Linked DNA regions of Ovis aries: region 1 is linked to region 2. The links are chromatin contacts, called in public Hi-C maps. All regions are on one chromosome and are shown on one strand. The core of a region is the stretch at or near the end of the contact, and the rest is flanking DNA. Distances in the headings are between cores, read along the strand shown. Region 1 holds the start of ARHGDIA (Rho GDP dissociation inhibitor alpha). Region 2 holds the start of RAC3 (Rac family small GTPase 3).

Region 1 (4,725 bases), core at 458-2,957, 140 kb before region 2:
TCCTTGTCCAGCTCCTGGATCTCCTGAATGCTCTTCTGGGCCGGGGGCTTATAGTTGACCGAGTGCTCGTCCTCCTCGTTCTCTGCCGCAATCTGTGCCAACTGCTCGGCTGTGGGCTCCTGCTCAGCCATACTCACCTCTAGCTGGATGTGAGACACCTGTGACCAGAGTAGCAGGGGCTGCGGCAGCCTGGAGGGACCCACAGTGTGTCCCCACCTGCCCTTCTGCAGGACCTGCAGGTGGTCTGCACTGGCTCTCTGCAAGTGGCCAAACCCCCAACCTGGGCCCAAGGGGAGGTGCACGTTCTCTAACAGGAAGGCAGTGACAGCCAGAACTTCATAAAAGGCCCAGACACAGGCTCCTGAAGCCCAAAGGGGCCACTCACCTCCTCGCCCTGCCCACCTCACAGGACCTCACCCCAGCATCCAGAGCTAAATGAAAGGAAAGCAGGCACAGCTTCCCTGCTGCCCAGGAAGCAGCAGCACCTGGGTCCAACCAGGAAGCACCAGGACCAAGTGCTGCTTCTTGTTCTGAGCTGCCTAGGCCCTCTCCTCAAGGAAACCCTCTTGCTGGGTTCTCTCTGACCAGCCTGTTCCTTCAAAAACGCCCCAGCTACAAACCAAGGCCTTTGTGCAGGACATGGGTCAGTCATGTCTCCCTCCAGCCCAAACACAGGTCTCCCCTAGAGCTCAGATGACGGGGCTAGCCTAAGTCCCACAGGTAAGTCCTGAAATGGCCTAAAAGACCCTACCTGTCCGACAAACCAATCTCTAATTGTGAGGGTCTGTGACCTAGAATTTGAGAACTGCTGCAGCCATGTGATGGGTAGTCTCAAGATCCTCCTTCCGCCCGGGCCCCAGAAGAGCCCAGAGCAATGCTGTCAAAGCGAGAAGTGATGGGGCAGCCACAGGACTTCCTTCGCTAAGGATGACCGTCGCACCCCGCAGAATCCCTGAGGAGTACCTGAAACCGACTCAGACTAGACCCGGCGGTGTGGGAGGTGGGTCAGGGCCACCGGTTGCCAGTAAAGACAGCCAATGCCGGGACGTGCGTGAGGACCCGATCTTACAAAGGGCCGCTGGGGACCCGGAACCGCCCGGCCGCCACAGGCAGGGTGGGGCCGGCTCGTTCTTTCCAAGCTTCCCTGCAGCTTCCTCTGGAATTCCTCTAGAAGGCTCACGCCTTAACGTCACTCAAGCGCGGCCGCAGGCGACAAAATCATTTAAGTGCGATGGCGAGGCCCGCACTTCCGCAGGGCCTGCAATCTGGGCCAGGCGAGGCCCGGCAAGCAGGGTGGGGCGCAGGGACCTCACCTCCCAGGGGAGGAGGCGTCCCGCCTGGCCCTGGTCCGCGCGCACCAGCAAGCAGGGGGCTGCCGAGTACGAGCAGCGACCACAAAAGAGGTCTGCACAGACCCCGGCTCCCACCCCCGGCACACGCGCCCCCGCCTCCAGATCCCCGCGCCCCCGATCGCACGTGGGCCCGCCCTGCGCCCGGGGCGCCGCCCGCTGTCAATGCCGCCCCCGCCCTGCGCAGATTCCCTCAGCGGGACTGGCGGGCGGGGCGGGAAGCGAGAACAAAGGCGCGGCCCCGGCCTCCTTCCCCGCGGCCGCCTCGCCCGCCGTGCCCACCGCGCTCGCTGGCCTCGCCGCCCGCACTCACCGGAGGATCGTCCGCGCCGCTCTCGCGCTCCCTCCCGCACAGAATGACGAACGTCGCCGCCCCGCCCGCGCGCGCCCTGCCGGCCACTTCCGGGGTCACGCGACTTCCGCTCGCGCCGGGCGGGCCGCGGATAGCGCATGTGCGAGGAGCTGCCGGCAGCGCGCCGCCGCCATCTTGCGGACCGGCCTCGTGGGCGCGTCCGTTTGGGCAGCGCGGCAAAGGAGACTTGTCCGGTTGGGGCTCCTGTGCTCTTTGCCACAGGCTTTTCTTAGTCCCGGGTATCCTCAGGAGTCTGCCGGCAAGCTGAAGGGGTGGGGAAGTGAGATGGTCTCGCTGAGCGCCACGAGAAACCTGAGCGCGGCATGGTATTTCTGCGAGGTGCTGGGACGCGCGTGTGTCACGGGCGCGTCTCCGTCAGCGGGCATCTCTCCCTTCGAGGGCCCGCTGCCATCACGCCGCGGGGACGAGCCGGCACAGCCGATCCCATCAAGTAGCCGAGGTCAGCGAGTGGCAGCTGTCCGGCCTTAGGCTGCCTTCGCGCCCACTCGCCGATGTCCGCCCTCCCGGAAGTTATCGTCGAACGTTCATCCACGGGTGTCCAAATAGCTCTCTCCAGGCCTTTCCCCTTCCAGCCCAAGTCACCATGCGGTCGCCCTTTTGGGAGCTCCTAGCCCAGACGCCACCAGGCGTGGCGACTATCGGACACATGCCCACGCCTTCAACCAGCGAGGATTTTGCAGCGCCAAGCCGGGCCTATGATTTGTAGCCAGGCTGGCGGAGCCTGCGCTGCCAACGCCGGTCTAGCATGCATCTCTTCTTCCTTCGCCTCCTCCTCGCGGAGTGCAAGACCTCAAATGCTTCACACCCGAGTCATCACAAACACACACCCCTGGATTGCACGTGGTGGGGGCGTTTTAGGTCACAGAACCTAATGTGAAATACTGACCTTGGTATCTTTTGGAAATGTCTTAACTTTGGGGGAATATTTGCGAGTTTTCTGTAATGAAGAGTCACATGGTCAGCTTAACATGTAGAAAGTTGAGTTGGCCAAAGGCAGAGCATTCCAATCTTGTATTTATTCCATACACACTTTTGAGGCTTCCTGTTGGCGCACCTGAAAACTGCCCGGCTAGTCCCCGACGCACTCATCCTGCGTCCTGCTACATTGCCCAATCGCTGACTGAGCAAAAGTTTGTTTTTCGATAACCCAAGTGCTTTTTGAAAACTATCTAACTCTGTTATATTAGTCACCTATTGCTGTGTAAAAACATAACCCTGGAATTTAGCAGCTTGAAACGACCAACATACACTGTCCTTACCGAGGATCAGGGAGAGCTCCGCTCGGTGGTTCTGGCTCGTCTAGTGAGGTTGTGGTTGAACTGTGAGCCAGGGACCTGGTTTCAGGATCTGCAAGCATTCCAAGCTTATGCACGTGCTGTGGGCAGGAGGCTCTGATCCTCACAGGCTGTTGGCTGGAGGATTTAGTTCCCTGCTGCCCACAGCTTCTGGCTTCTCTGTAAGGCAGCTGGCTTTCGCGGAGTGAGGCCTCAGAAAGAGAATCCGAGCCAGGGAAACAGCAAGTGCGCAAAACAAAGCCACAGTGCCCCTCACAACCTAGTATCAGAGGTGCCGTTGCTTCTGCTCTTCTGCTGGGCATGTGGAGCTTCCCCAGTACAGTGCTGGAGGGGAGCATGGGAACATGAGGACAAGGAGATGAGCTGGGCCATTCAGCCATCTTGGAGGTGGCCCACCACATGGATGGAGGCAGAAAGAATGGGAATATGAAGCCCAGAGTATCTGCCATCAGCGTCTACAGGTGCCCTCCAGCTTGTCTCCAACCCTGTGCCATGTGTGCCCTCATCTCCTTACCACGTGGAATAAGTTTGAAGCAAACCTCAAATGTTACCTCTACCATAAATAGTTCTACACACAATATTCTAAGTAAAAAGTTCCTTTGGGAGTTAATAACAGCGGTACCATCATCCCATGTATGTAACAAATTACTCCAGAACTTCCTTGGTGGTCCAGTGGTTAAGATTCTACAGGGGGAACAGGTTCAATTCCTGGTCAGGGAACTAAGATCCCATATGCTGCTTGAGGTGATAAAATGAAAACAACAACAAAAAGATGACCGCGTTGCATGGCGCTCAGCCCGGGCTATTGACACAAGGACTTTCCCACAAGGCTCCTGTGGAATTTTGGCCACTGGGACTTCAAAAACAAATGTTCCAAGAAACCTGTTTTCTGTGCCTGAAGGAAGGGCAGGGCCCAGCAGTAAGAGTAGGTGAGAATCAGGAATAGAGATATATGAAACAGTAGCCAATATTCAGTTCACAAATCACTCAGTTTATTACATACAATTACAAAGGAGGGACAAAGGGGTAATGAACCACTCCAGGGAGAAGCTTGAAATGGAGCTTGAAATGGAGGCCTGTCAGCAAGAGCAGCGTCTTTGGTCCCGGGGCCATAGGTCTCAAGGCAAACATGAATGGGAAGTTGCCTTCTGCTCCAGCAGGGCCTCTGGCAGTGTCCAAAATAGTTGGAACAGCTCTCAACAGTGTGGAGTAGGTTCCTCCAGGGAAGAGTTTTCAGTCACTGGGCATAGTGGTCTCTTACGGAGCAGCAGTTAACCCTAGGGGGAGGGGTCTTGACTCCTTGACTCTTAACAGTTGTTCTTTTTCTTCAAGTGACATACATCATCCTTCAAGCTTCTTATCTAAAGTAATACTCTTAGTTTATCACTTAAGATACTCACAGTGCTACAGCAGACATTTCAAAACAACTAACATGGAAGTTCACATTGGCCAGTGTGACTCCATTTTTAACGTATCTTCACATAGCTTAAATCCCACGAGTTTCATACAAGGTGAGTAGGAATCATAACAGAACAGATTAGATCCCACTTCTCAATGGGAAGACAAGCAAAGCATGATGTGTGGCCGCCTACCATGCACTGCCTCCCAGGACCCCTCAAAGTCTCATCCCATCATGGTTTCTAGTCAGGACTCGTGAAGATGAATCTGGGGGTGTGGCTTTTCTCAATCTGAAAATGGGGGCTGAAGA
Region 2 (5,416 bases), core at 1,836-4,335:
CCGGCAGAGCTTGGAGGACGCGGAACATCTGCGCTTCAAGGAGGTGCCTTATCAGTTGTGTCTTCTGGGCTTCGTCCTCCCCGCTACCCCGGGGCATGCAGATACCTCAGTGGGGCACGGTGTTCCCCAGGCAGACTCCTGGCCTGGCTTCCCTCAACAACCTTGGACTGCTGATGACAGTCCTGGCAGATGTCAGACCTAAACCCTCCCCACCGGTTTCTAGAAGGGACCCTGACTGACTGTGCCCGAGCCACAGTGCAGGCTGCACCTGGGGTGCAGCCCTGGGACCTGCCCTCCGTCCTAGCTTCCTACGAAGCCACTTGGGGTAGCCTCCACTCGGAAGGAACAGGGTGCCCAAGATTCATCTGCCCCCCAGGGTGGGGATCCCATGAGGGGAAACCTGCGGGACCAGACTGCCAGCCCTGTCCTCGCCCCGCACCTGGGCAGGTAGAGCACATGACTCGCCACCTGGAGGACAGCGAGAGGGCCATGCAAGAGAGGGTGCAGAGGCTGGAGGCTGCGCGGCTGTCCCTCGAGGAGGTAAGCTGGGTGGCAGGCTCGGGAGGCTGGGTGTGGCTAGAAGGGGTCCCCGGGCAAGGGCCGAGGACGGGTGCAGCGGTTACAGTCTGTGGTGTAGGAGCTGAGCCGGGTGAAGGCCGTGGCACTCAGTGAGCGAAGCCAAGCCGAGGAGGAGCTCATCAAGGCCAAGAACCAAGTCCGCCTGGAGGAGGTGAGCGCAGGGTCACGGCGCACTGCTTGCAGCACCCACGGAGGAGAGAGCACTGAGGGGCTGGCATGAGCTGCCGGGCTTGCACAGCCCTTTGGGCTTAAGTGGGTATGACCAAGGCTGTCTCCTGGCTCTGTAGGGAGGGACAAGGGAACAGGAGTTCCAGGGGTGCAGAAGAGCCAGACGAGGACACTCAGCCCATCAGTACTACCTCCAGCCTCCCCTGCAAAAAGCCAGTGTGCTCCCTCCCCACGCTGGGGGAGGGGTTTGTCCCAAATGTGCAACCTGTGACCACTTGATGGAAGCGGGGTCCAGACAGCAGGATGGTGTCAGCCTGGCACACGGGGGAGGCTCCTCATTTGAGTTGAGCCCATTCAGAGCAAGACATGTGTTAACTGTAGTGACAAAGTGGTTTCCACATTGCAAATATAAGCTCCCTTCAGCCTGAAGGGACAGGGGTCACTCCTCACAGGAGCTCAGAGCCACAGGCCAGAGAGCAGCTCACCTGTCCTCCTCCTGGGCCCACAGCAGCAGCACCAGGCTCACCTGGAGGAGAAGCTGCGGCTGCTGGCACAGGCACGGGACGAGGCTCAGAGCACCTGCCTGCAGCAGAAGCAGATGGTGGCCGATGCCCAGGTGCGGGCCAGCCAGCTGGGCCTGCAGGTGGAGAGCCTGAGGCGGCGCCTGGAGGAGCTTCAGCAGGTAGCTGGGACACTGAGGGCTCCCCGTGATGCCCCTGGACTGCCCCACCCCCAGCCACCACCTCACACTCACCCCTCCTCACCTGGCAGGAGCTGAGCAACAAGGACCAAGAAAAGGTAGCTGAGGTGACGAGGGTGCGGCTGGAGCTGCAAGAGCAGAATGGCCGCCTGCAGGCCGAGCTGACTGCCCAGGAAGCACTGAAGGAGAAGGTGGCGGCCCTGGAACGCCAGCTGAAAGGCGAGCTGAGCCCCAGGTCCCCCCACCCCCTGGCATCTCTGTAGGGCCTTTCTTACTAGGCCATCCCACAGGAGGAGGAGGAGGGCCGGGAGAGCTGAGCTTGGCCTAGGTCTTCGCTCCGGGAGGTGCTGCTGGTAGGGGAGGCTGGGTGTGTGTACGCGCAGAGGACCCTGAGCAAACCCCACCCCACCAGCCCCCTGGGGACCTCCTGGGCCCCCTTCCTCACTGAACTTCCTCTCCTGCAGTGATCGCGAGTGACCACCGGGAGGCGCTGCTGGACAGGGAGAGCGAGAATGCCTCTCTCCGAGAGAAGCTTCGCCTTAAAGAGGCTGAGATCGCCCGGATTCGGGATGAGGAGGCCCAAAGGGCCAGCTTCCTGCAAAATGCTGTCTTGGCTTATGTGCAGGGGTCCCCCCTGAGGACCTTGAGCCCCCAAAAGTGAGGGAGCAGGGAAAGTCTGAGAGCGGCAGGAAGGTGGCATCTGTCGGACATGTGTCTGGCTCCTGCCCCTCCCTTCTTCACCAGGAACAGGCCACTGGCAAGTCTGGGCTCTTTGCACAGAGTCTACAGCCAATAACGTGGAAAATCAGTGCTGGGCAGGATCTGAGAGCAGGACAGCTGCAGCTTACAACCAGGGTGCCTGTCTGGGTGGTGGGGTGGTCAAGAACCTGGCTGGCCAAGAGGGCCTTCCCCACTCTGTCATCCCCATCGCAGGGAGTGACATGCCTGAGAACAGACCCAGGAAGGGAGGAGCAATGTGTGAGCTCTCCCGGCCCCACCCACCGTGGTGCAGTCACCTTTTATAACCAGAGCTCTGCAGACCCAACTGCTCACCCTAGGGTATTTTGAAATACAGAATTTTGCACTTTGTGATACATTTTGGTTCCAGTGCCTTTCTCCCATATCAGTCTGTGCTCCCAAGCCCGGGCCCTGCAGGAAAGGCCGGCTTTCCAGGTGTGGCTGGGTCACCCCTTCTAACTGCTACCAGGTGGGGATGGTCTGGCTACTGCAGCGGACAGGAAGGGATGGGGGCGCAGCGGGCTGCTGGCCTTGAGGGTCTGTGGTGACTGACAGCAAATACCCGAGTTTTCACCAGCTGCCTTTTGGTTGGAAGGTAGGTGGGCCCAGGGGGTACTTTTGCCCACCGACCGCAACCTGTCCAGGTGGGTGGGAGCCGCCTGTCTGCGCTGCCCTCGCCCCATGAAGTGGGTCACAGGGAACTGGGGAGAGCCAGCCCGGGCTCAGACTCGCTGAGGGGTTCGTTGTGTCCCGCCCCTCACCAGATTTCTCTGCAAAGCGCATCTGCCCGGTTCGGGGCCGGTCCGCGCCCCCCGCCCGCCCTGCCGGCCGCGCTCGGCTGTCTCCGCGCCCGACGCTCGGCAGCGCTCGGCTCTCTCCGGCCGCTCGGCTCCGCGCTCGGCTCCGGTCCGCGGCCGCTGCGGCGCCGGGCATTTCTCCGCAGCTCGGCTCGCGGCCGCGCCCTCCCGGCCCGCGCCCATGCAGGCCATCAAGTGCGTGGTGGTCGGCGACGGGTGAGTGCGCGGCGCGGAGGCCGCTCGGCCGGGCTCGCCCGGCGGGGTTGGCTCAGGGGATCCTCCCGGGCAGGGCGCGCGGCTCCGGGGCGCGGCCAGGGCGGAGGAGGCGGCGCGCGCACGGGCCAGGGATCCCGGCTGGGGGTCCAGGCGCGGCGGCCCGGATGTGCCCCCGACCGGCCTGTGGGCGTCCGGGGACCGGGCAGGGGCGGGAGGACGTGGTGGGGTGGGGTCCCGGCTATTCGCCGGGCGCAGGCCTCCAGCCCAGGCCCACCTGATGCTGCCAGCTGCCCGCGGCCCCGCCCGGCCTCCGGGTGGGTGGGGCCAGGGCTCTCACCTGGGCTGAACCCTCAGCGGGTGCCACCCTCCCGATACCTGCCTGGGGCGCTGAGGCGGCTTGCCGCAGCCCGCACCCACCACTCTGTCCCCAAAGCCCACCTGCCCTGGTCTCCCTCCTGTCCCTCGTTCACTGCGGATCTGCAGGGCAGGCACCCCTGTCCCCACCCTGGGACCGTGGGAGGGGGGCGCCCTTGCTGAGCGGTGGGCAGAGGTGGACCTGGGAGCAACGTGGGCTCGCCCTCTCTCCACAGCGCCGTGGGGAAGACCTGCTTGCTGATCAGCTACACAACCAACGCCTTCCCGGGAGAGTACATCCCCACAGTGTGAGCAGGCGGGGTGGGTCCAGAGGTGGGGAGCAGAGGGTGTGGGCGCCTGTGCAGGAAGCTCCTCTGGGCTTTGAGGTGCGTCCCACGTGGCCCTAGTCTGGGCTCCTGGGGTGCAGCAAGGTGCTGACAGAGCTCCAGGTCTGTGCAGACTGAGAGCCCAAACACTGGCTGATCTCTCTGTTTCTGCAGTTTCGACAACTATTCTGCAAATGTGATGGTGGATGGGAAGCCCGTCAACCTGGGGCTGTGGGACACCGCCGGGCAGGAGGACTACGACCGCCTGCGGCCCCTCTCCTACCCACAAACTGTAGGGACCGCAGCGTGCCTGCAGGGGCCGGGTGGCTTGGGTAGAGGCCCGGAGGGCCTGGTGCGTGTGTGTGTTGGGGGCTGAGGCCATTCAGAGCCTTTTGACCCTTCCCACATGGTCCTCTCCTTCCTTCCCTTTCTCCCAAGGACGTCTTCCTGATCTGCTTCTCCCTGGTGAGCCCAGCCTCCTTTGAGAATGTTCGAGCCAAGGTAGGGCAGGGCAGGAAGCCGGGTTGGGCTTCCTGGGAGGGGCGGAGACTGCCCAGAGAACTTGTCCTTACAAGGCAGGGTCTCTTGCTTGAAGGCCTGACAGAGGCAAATTGTCCTTTGGAGGCAGAAGAGATGCCTATTCCACTTGGGGTAGGGCTGGTGAGTGCAGCTCTCAGAGAAAGGAGGGCCCTGACTGAGAGGCCCTGATGAGCTTGGAAGCTTCTTGGCATATTTTTGTTCTTGGTCATTGCTTTACCAGACCTACTGGTTGCCCTGTGAAGCAAGAAGGGCTAAGTGTGGGTCTAGGCACGAGGAAGGGCCCCTTGAGAGCTGTGGCTTGCTCTGGGCCAGGCGGAGGGCAAGGCCCCAGGGGTAGGGATCAGAGCCTCCATCCCCACAGTGGTACCCAGAGGTTCGGCACCACTGCCCGCACACGCCCATCCTCCTGGTGGGCACCAAGCTGGACCTTCGTGACGATAAGGACACCATCGAACGACTGCGGGATAAGAAGCTAGCGCCCATCACCTACCCCCAGGGCCTGGCCATGGCCCGAGAGATCGGTGAGTGGGCCCGTCTAGGCCTGCTGGTGCAGGGAGGAGAGGAGTGTGCTCTGGGAGCCACAGTGTTAGCCTGTGCTCCTCCCGCCCCATGATCTCTCCTAACTGCCCCCTTTCCTGGCCACCCCCAGGCTCTGTCAAGTACCTGGAGTGCTCAGCCCTGACCCAGCGGGGCCTGAAGACAGTGTTCGACGAGGCCATTCGGGCTGTGCTCTGCCCGCCTCCCGAGAAAAAGCCAGGGAGGAAGTGCACAGTTGTCTAGAGCCCCCGCTTCTGGAGGAGCAGCCCCTCCCTGCCTGTGTCTGTTGTGCTGAGATGTGTCCTTGAGTCTGCTGTGGGGGGTGCTGGGGGTGGGGAAGGGGAAGAAGCATGGGGATGAGGCTGCTGCTCCCGGGGCGCCGCGGGGACCATGGGGTCCTGTCTGCTCTGCCTCATCTTCGTGGGGACGCAGCTCCAGCCTCCCCTGGCCCCCACGGGAGG

What was found. A called contact is a pair of places that touch in the nucleus more often than the background predicts.
Region 1: a Hi-C map of skin fibroblasts shows a contact between it and region 2, with 5 times the contacts expected there. The contact joins the promoter of ARHGDIA here to the promoter of RAC3 in region 2. A contact is called at or near these places in 5 of 16 Hi-C or Micro-C datasets (blood, liver, skin fibroblasts and 1 more).

Annotation. Positions count from the first base shown.
Region 1 is chr11:50,518,490-50,523,214 of ARS-UI_Ramb_v3.0, reverse strand. It overlaps ARHGDIA (Rho GDP dissociation inhibitor alpha), which reads right to left and starts at 1,707. Exons shown (of 7, transcript XM_060395788.1): 1 at 964-1,707; 2 at 752-877; 3 at 1-158. The coding sequence starts at 131.
Region 2 is chr11:50,376,651-50,382,066 of ARS-UI_Ramb_v3.0, reverse strand. RAC3 (Rac family small GTPase 3) reads left to right here and starts at 3,085. Exons shown (of 6, transcript XM_027974294.2): 1 at 3,085-3,198; 2 at 3,789-3,860; 3 at 4,053-4,170; 4 at 4,317-4,379; 5 at 4,780-4,939; 6 at 5,068-5,416. The coding sequence starts at 3,164. The coding sequence ends at 5,198. It overlaps LRRC45 (leucine rich repeat containing 45), which reads left to right. Exons shown (of 16, transcript XM_012186412.4): 11 at 1-43; 12 at 448-540; 13 at 638-730; 14 at 1,256-1,429; 15 at 1,519-1,666; 16 at 1,912-2,541. The coding sequence ends at 2,108.